2 separate regions of the Lactuca sativa genome follow, and region 2 is linked to region 1. Evidence: chromatin contacts called from public Hi-C data. All regions are on one chromosome and are shown on one strand. Each heading gives the region's core, a stretch centred on a gene start, on an enhancer-like site or on the middle of the called end of the contact. The rest is flanking DNA. Distances are from core to core; before and after follow the strand shown.

What was found. A called contact is a pair of places that touch in the nucleus more often than the background predicts.
Region 2: a Hi-C map of leaf shows a contact between it and region 1, with 6 times the contacts expected there. The contact joins the promoter of LOC111913953 here to the promoter of LOC111913970 in region 1. A contact is called at or near these places in 2 of 4 Hi-C or Micro-C datasets (leaf and seed).

Annotation. Positions count from the first base shown.
Region 1 is chr7:82,556,639-82,560,404 of Lsat_Salinas_v11, reverse strand. It overlaps LOC111913970, which reads left to right and starts at 1,605. Exons shown (of 5, transcript XM_023909693.3): 1 at 1,605-2,355; 2 at 2,539-2,639; 3 at 2,721-2,897; 4 at 3,285-3,766. The coding sequence starts at 2,147.
Region 2 is chr7:82,760,890-82,764,655 of Lsat_Salinas_v11, reverse strand. LOC111913953 reads right to left here and starts at 1,738. Exons shown (of 3, transcript XM_023909667.1): 1 at 1,625-1,738; 2 at 1,498-1,523; 3 at 1,228-1,345. The coding sequence starts at 1,738. The coding sequence ends at 1,228.

The DNA of each region.
Region 1 (3,766 bases), core at 356-2,855:
GAAGCAAAGGATCATCATCTATATTAGGAATGTCTAACCATCTTCCAAAACATATATTCTGGAACATAGTCTCGCATTCGAGTCTGTCTCTGAATGCCGCGAGAATTTGCCCGCCGATTTTGGGTTTACACGAGAGTGTAATAGATGTATAAAAACCATGTTGTGTTGCACAAATAAAAAAGGTGTTATCACTTCATTCCAAAACGGAAATGACCAATATTCCAGACCAGTTCCAGAGCAGTTCTGGACCTCTTCCTCATGTTCCGGATGAGTTCATTGTGATCTGAAACAGTTCCTCACGTTCCGAAGGCTTCCAGAATGAACTTTTAAGATCCAGAACACTACATTCCGATGTAAATCAACAATATCTAAACATCTAAACTACTTTTCAATTGGTCCTACAACAATGACATCTTTAATTTAAACCGAAACGTTTTCCATTCATTCCGGAGGTGTTCTACGAATTCTGGAACAGTAACAGTAGAAGAAATAGGCACCTTAAACGAATAAGAAAACTATGTAAAGAGAAAACGAAGAACGTACCCCTAAAATAATGGGGTCGTAATGCTCTTCTTTCATGTCGTAGTTGTGTGACGGAGATCGGACTTGCATGTCGAATATCAGAATGACGATCGAAATCGAAAATCAAAAGATCCGGATTTTTTTAATTTATTCATATAAATCTACAGAAATAACATAATTTTAAAAGATGTGTATTTAAGACTATTGATCATAATAACAGTTAAAATAACTAAAATCAATTTTTTTCATTCATAAAAAACTATCGATGATATGGTTATAATATGTATCCACACATAACAATACTTTTAAAATAATTATAATATATTTTATAGCAACTTGATATAAGATTTATTATTCCAAAATTAATAATAATTATATAATTAATTTTAGTAACATATATTTATCAATATAATAATTAATAATTAAATTATTTTATTTTATAGGACATGCAAATATAATAAAAAGTCAAATAAGTTTATTATTATAGAAATCAGTGTTTTCCAATTTAGAAAAACTGAGTTTTTCTCATTTCGATTCTTCTTTATTTGAAATGAAATTATGTTTGCATATTTGAGTTCTTCTCTATGATGCTGAGGTATTACATTTAAAACGAAAAATAGATAAATGGGAAAGTAGTCGTCAAAATTGATGGGTTGAATGGCTGTATAGTCGAAAATTAATTTTTAATTATCGGTTACGATTCGTAATTATGAATGATATTAGATACAATATTGGTTATGATCTTGTATTTAAATATCCAAACCTTGTTGATTTTGTTGTTCTTGAAAGAACCTTTTGTTATATCCCGAAGAAAGAAATTTCTGATATGAATCAAATTTATTTAAAAAAACAATGTCAAACTCACACGTCAACTTTTCGTTTTAATTTTTCGTTTAACTTTCGTTTGATTATCATTTCATATATTTATAACTTATATTAATGAAAGTAATTATAATATTCCTTTAAATATACATTATTAACCAATAAAGCATTAATTTATATAAAAAAAGTTATCAATTTTGTTTTGTTTGATCTTGTGGTAGACGAAACCATAATTCTACATGCTTTGACAAAGACTGCCCACTACCTTTTTGTTTTTCTTGGAAAAAGCAAACAAATTTCACAAAATTATGCGAATCATTCTTCTTCAAGTCTCATTCAGCTCACGCTTTCTTCCACATCAATCCCCCTCTTTTGTTGCAGTAACCCAATCAAAACAACCCATAATTGTGTTGTTGGATAGCTCCTTGAAGATCTGTGTGTAACTTTCATAAGTTTGGGTGTGGTTTTCGTCTCTCGAATTTTGTATTTGATAAGATCTATCTTACTCTGTAAACAAATTTCCCCAAACCCTAACGATTCTGACAGGGAAGTAACTATTCCTGTGTAAATCCGCAGTTTTGCACAAATTTCTCTCTCCTCATTCACAGATTCCCTGATTTGGTTCTTGGTTACATAAATATTCTGTATTTCTTTAAACATATTTACACGTACAAGACGAATTAGCAGCTCAATACTTTGTTTTTGCTCATCCAAAGATCAATTTCTATAAAATTTAGCGAATTGGGGTTGTGGATTTTGATTGGGTTTTTAGCATTTTCTGAATTTTCGGTCAATCCAAATTATGTCACCGGCGGCCCTTGCCGAGCCGACAACCAATACATTACCGGAATCTTCAGAAACCCCCGAGTCGTCACCGGAGAGAGGTGATTTGGATAATAATCGCCGCTTTTGGGACTTGAGAGGGGTTCAGTGGCGTACTGATTTGGGGGTTTTGCCCTCTTCATCCTCCATCGATGAAGTTCGTCGTGTTACTGCAAATTCCCGTAGAAGGTATATATTAGTATGTTCATATGTTTGTCAATCTCTGCATCTAATCAAGTAATCATGATTCATAACTTCATATCAACATCTGGTCAAACATGGCTGCTTCGATCCAATCTACTTACAATCTCTAAAAACTTCCCCTTTTCGTTCGTAATCAAGAGTTAACATTTTAATTCATTTATTTTCCAGCTACGCTACTTTAAGAAGGAGGCACCTAATCGATCCTCTTCCTAAAGATGGAAGCAATATTCCCGATCTTGTTATGGACAATCCATTATCGCAAGACCCAGGTAATTTTCTTGCTTAAAGTCAATCATATTCATCATCCCGCTTACATCTTTACAAATGAAGAACATATTACGTTTACGCAGATAGCATGTGGGGTCGCTTTTTTCAAAAAGCCGAGATAGAGAAAATGGTGGATCAAGATTTGTCACGATTGTATCCTGAACATGGTAGCTACTTTCAGACTCCTGGATGCCAAGGGGTATTGAGACGAATTTTGTTGCTTTGGTGTATTAGACATCCCAACCATGGCTATAGACAAGGTAACGTATTATTATTTCAAAATAATTTCTTTACTTTTCTTCAACTTTTTATTAAAATATCACTCATGAAATTGGTTTGATGGAGACTTAGTTGAGAAAAGTGGTTTAGATCTTGTATGGATAAAGTGCATTCTTGATAAATAATGCTTTAAAATGGTTAATAAATGCAAGAAATAGAAACAAACATCTATTGGTTTATTATAGCAATGCCATTCAAATAGAAAACAATTTTCATAGTACAATGTTCTAAAAAGAAGATTGAAAGTATAATGCTATAATTGAGTAGATTTTTCAAATTACAATACTATAATAAGAGGAAATCATATAATGCATTCATTTCACATACACTAACTCGTTTAATTTCTCAAATTATATAATTATTTTTAGGAATGCACGAACTCTTGGCTCCACTATTATACGTCCTAGAAGCGGATGTAGAACGTCTATCCGCAGTGCGAAAACTATACAAACATTACTTCACCGATAATTTCGATGGCTTATCTTTCCACAACACCGATTCAACATACACTCAAACATCTCAACACACAGACAACAATAACGAAATCCAAGAAAATCAAGAACCCATCAATACCCTCGACCCCAAAATCCAAACAATCATCTCCTTTTGCGACCCGTATGGGGCCGAGGGCGAATTGGGAATTGTCTTATCCCAAAAATTCATGGAACACGACGCCTATTGTATGTTCGATGCGTTAATGTCCGGTAACGGTGGTGCGGTTGCAATGTCCAACTTTTTCGCACCGCCGCCTTTGTCCACCCAATTGCCGCCAGTAATCGAAGCCTCCTCCGCCTTGTACCACCTCCTTGCGGTGGTTGATCCGTCTCTTTACACTCATTTCATCGAGCTC
Region 2 (3,766 bases), core at 489-2,988, 200 kb before region 1:
TCAACATTTTAATTGCATATATGCATATTTTTCAAGTACATATATGTATCTTTCTTATACTATAGTATTCGTAAGTAATCATATAAAAAATCCATTTTTTATTTAATAATCTATAAACACCATAGTACATGTATTTTATTTGATACAAAATAAAATATTAAAAAAATAAAAAATACTACAAAATTTCGAAGTGTTTTCATGTCTCCGTGTCAATATTTCCATATTTTCTTTAATTTATCATTTTCACCTCTTCAATATTTTCTCCAAACTCTTCCAAAGCTACAAGAAATTTTTTTAAAAACTAATTAATGCAAGAAGCTCACAAAAATATATGTGTGCATATAGACGTAATTCATATGTGATTCACTTGTGATTTATATGTGAATCTCATGTAATTCATATGAAATTTACATGTGATTCGCTTGTGATTTACATGTGAATCAAATGTAATTCATATGTGAATCACTTGTGAATTTCATGTGATTTTTATGTAAATTACCTATGAATTATATGTAACTCATATGTGAGTCACTTGTGATTTACATGTGAATTACATGTGAATCACATGTAATTCATATGTGAATCACTTGTGAATTACATGTGATTCACTTGTGATTTATATGTGAATCGCATGTAATTCATATGTGATTCACTTGTGATATATTGCTAAAATGAAACAAATTAAAATAAACTATATGGTTAGAAAAACTAAATAGTTAAGATAATTTACATGTGATTCACATGTAAATCACAAATGATTCACATGTGTCACAAGTGATTCACATGTGAATCACAAGTGATTCACATGTAAATCACAAGTGTTTCACATGTAATCACAAGTGATTCATGAAGCTCAATATATTAGGAGTTAAAATAAACTATTTGGTTAGAAAGAATAAATAATTAAGATGATTTACATGTGAATTACATGTGATTCACATGTAAATTACAAATGATTCACATGTGTCACAAGTGATTCACATGTAAATCACAAGTGATTCACATGTAAATCACAATATCTGATAAATGGACCTTTTTTTCCTCATCTTTTGAACCATGAAGCTGAATTCTGAATTTTAGTAGCATTTGTAGATTCATGTTTGTTAGCAAAAAGGTAAAACAGATAAACAAAATCATACCTTTATTTCATTAGTACCAAAAGTATAATAGAAACACTTTGATTCAATATTTGAGGCAAAAAAATGCAGGTTTCCCTTGGTTTGAATTTTAGTCCTCACGCCAACATTTCCCACATTTCTCACAGGTGAAGTTTATTGTCAGGGGTTCATTAGCTGGCTTTGTTTGAAACTTGATGTATGCAACCTTGTTGTGACCACAATCCGGGCTACAAGAGACAAAGAACATCATAAATTAAAGTTGCAAAAAGAAAAAGTGCACCAATTTATTCAAATTGTGAAGCATATAAATACCTTGATCTATTTTTGGTGCATTCTTCATGTCATCTTGGGTGATGATGGGGTCAATCTCCTTTTTAACCAAACATTGCTTTCTTTTGATCCGACCTATAAAAGGGAAGAAAAAGATGCATTTAACAATAAGGAAAAGGAAAAAAATGTGTTGCAATATTGCATGATTGAGTATGATAAATTGATAAATTTATTACCTTCTGCTCTATTTGGCCAACATATGGACATGTGGGGCAGAAAAATCTAGCAGGAAGATGCAAATTTGGCAACTCATACTTCAACAACATCCCATAAGTCGGGCAGAATTCCATATCTACCACCCTTTGTAGCTAATACTCTGAAAAATACACAGGATACAGTTCTCAAATGTGTGTGTGTTCTACTGGAATGATTTCATTCTAGATATAAATGAACTAGCCAAGATTTTGATTGAGTGGCAATTCATCAAACATGTTATGTGCACATTCCGTACTCATAACAAAATAGTGAAACGTATGTATAGACTAGAACGGCGAGTTATCGGTTCGTAACAGGTGAATTGTTTGATCAAAAACAGACATCCAGTAATAAGGCGGAATACAAAAATGGGGAAATTGTAGTATGTATGATATTATGTATACATGTGTAAGTAAATATTGATAAATGTGTACAAATACCTGTATCGTAGTGTATTGCAAATTGAATTAAAGAGAAGTGGCGGCCGTGGCGATGGTATGGTGGTGGAGGCAACGTCGACGACAATCTGATGTCAATTAATAAAGGCAACCGTCCGTTCCTCAAATTAACATCTGCAAGATTCAAATCGAGAATCTGCTTTGTGTATGCTTTCAATTCATTTTTCACGTAATCGGGTTAGACATCGTCTCAATCGTCGCAATCGATGGCTTTGTTCCGATTTCAACTTCGCAGGGGGTCAATTGAGGAGGCGGATCCGGTAATCGATGAATCAACTACGAAGTTAAATGACAGAGTCTGACGGCGAGGAGTGAAGAATGAAGATGTGTGTATGTGTGTGTGAGAGAAATAAGGATGATCAGACGATTGAAGAATTAGGGAGAAAGATGACATCGATTGATTTAGTGGAGATGATGATATGAATTTAGTACCATAAATGCCTTTCGATTAATTTCAGCACCATACCACCGTGTTTAATTTTTCCATTTATTTACAAAAATGTCATAAATCATCTTGACCTTCTATTATTTTGATCTAACTGTGCTTATTTGGTTCTCGGGTTCTCGGGAAACTATAGATTCTCAAATGATCATTCATATATATATATATATATATATATATATATATATATATATATATATATATATATATATATATATATATATATATATATATATATATATATATATATATATGTGTATATATATATATATTTGAACTTCTTGGTTGCACCGTTTATGTCATTATATTGTATTTTACTACCTTTTTTTGTTACATTTCTTTAAATTTTCGTTGAAATTTAATAAAAATCAAAACATGCTTTTAAATTTTCGGATTTTAGATATGTTCTTGAAATTTCAAAATATTTGTTTTTTTTTGTCCGAAATCCAACATATATTGTATTACAAAATATATTTTTGATGTAACTTTGAAACAAAGCCCCACTTATCCGATTATTTTTACAAATTGTGTAAAAATTAGTTTCAAATCTATTTCAAACATTATGATCCATTTCTGTAAATTGTATAAAAATTAGTTATAAAGAGATAAACTCAAAAAATTTATTGTCATTTTATGATTATGATTATATTTTATTTGACTTCAAAATAAAGATTACATTGAATTTGATACCAGTATTTCTATGTTTTGTTAAAATAAAATAAAATAAAATAAATAAAAAAGGAAAAAAAAAGCAAACAAACTTTTAAGTTACTAATAAATGTATATGTCGCTAGATTATGTCATTTATATACTCAGCTCACGTAAAACAAATAAAACTAATTAAGCAACATAAAAATAATAATAATAAATAAGTGGCGTCTCATAAACCTGTTTAAATAATTACAAATTACTTTTTCTTTTATTTGTAATGTAATAGTTTAATGTGTGGCCTTCAATTAATGGTCGGTGGAATTTTCTGAATATTCAAAGATTCTAAACCAAATGCCACGAATTTATGAAAAAAAAAAAGTCTTGTGAAAGTGGATGGATGGCTTAAACTGTGAATTAGTGTATGTTGCTGTACAAGAATCAAGGATTCCGGCAGGTTTTATGCTCTTCCAAGTTACAGTCGATAAGTTCTTGTTAAATGTTTTTAATTGACCAACTTAAGCAAAAAAAATCATAAAAGGATATGACAAGTACTACAGATATGTTAATGAAAA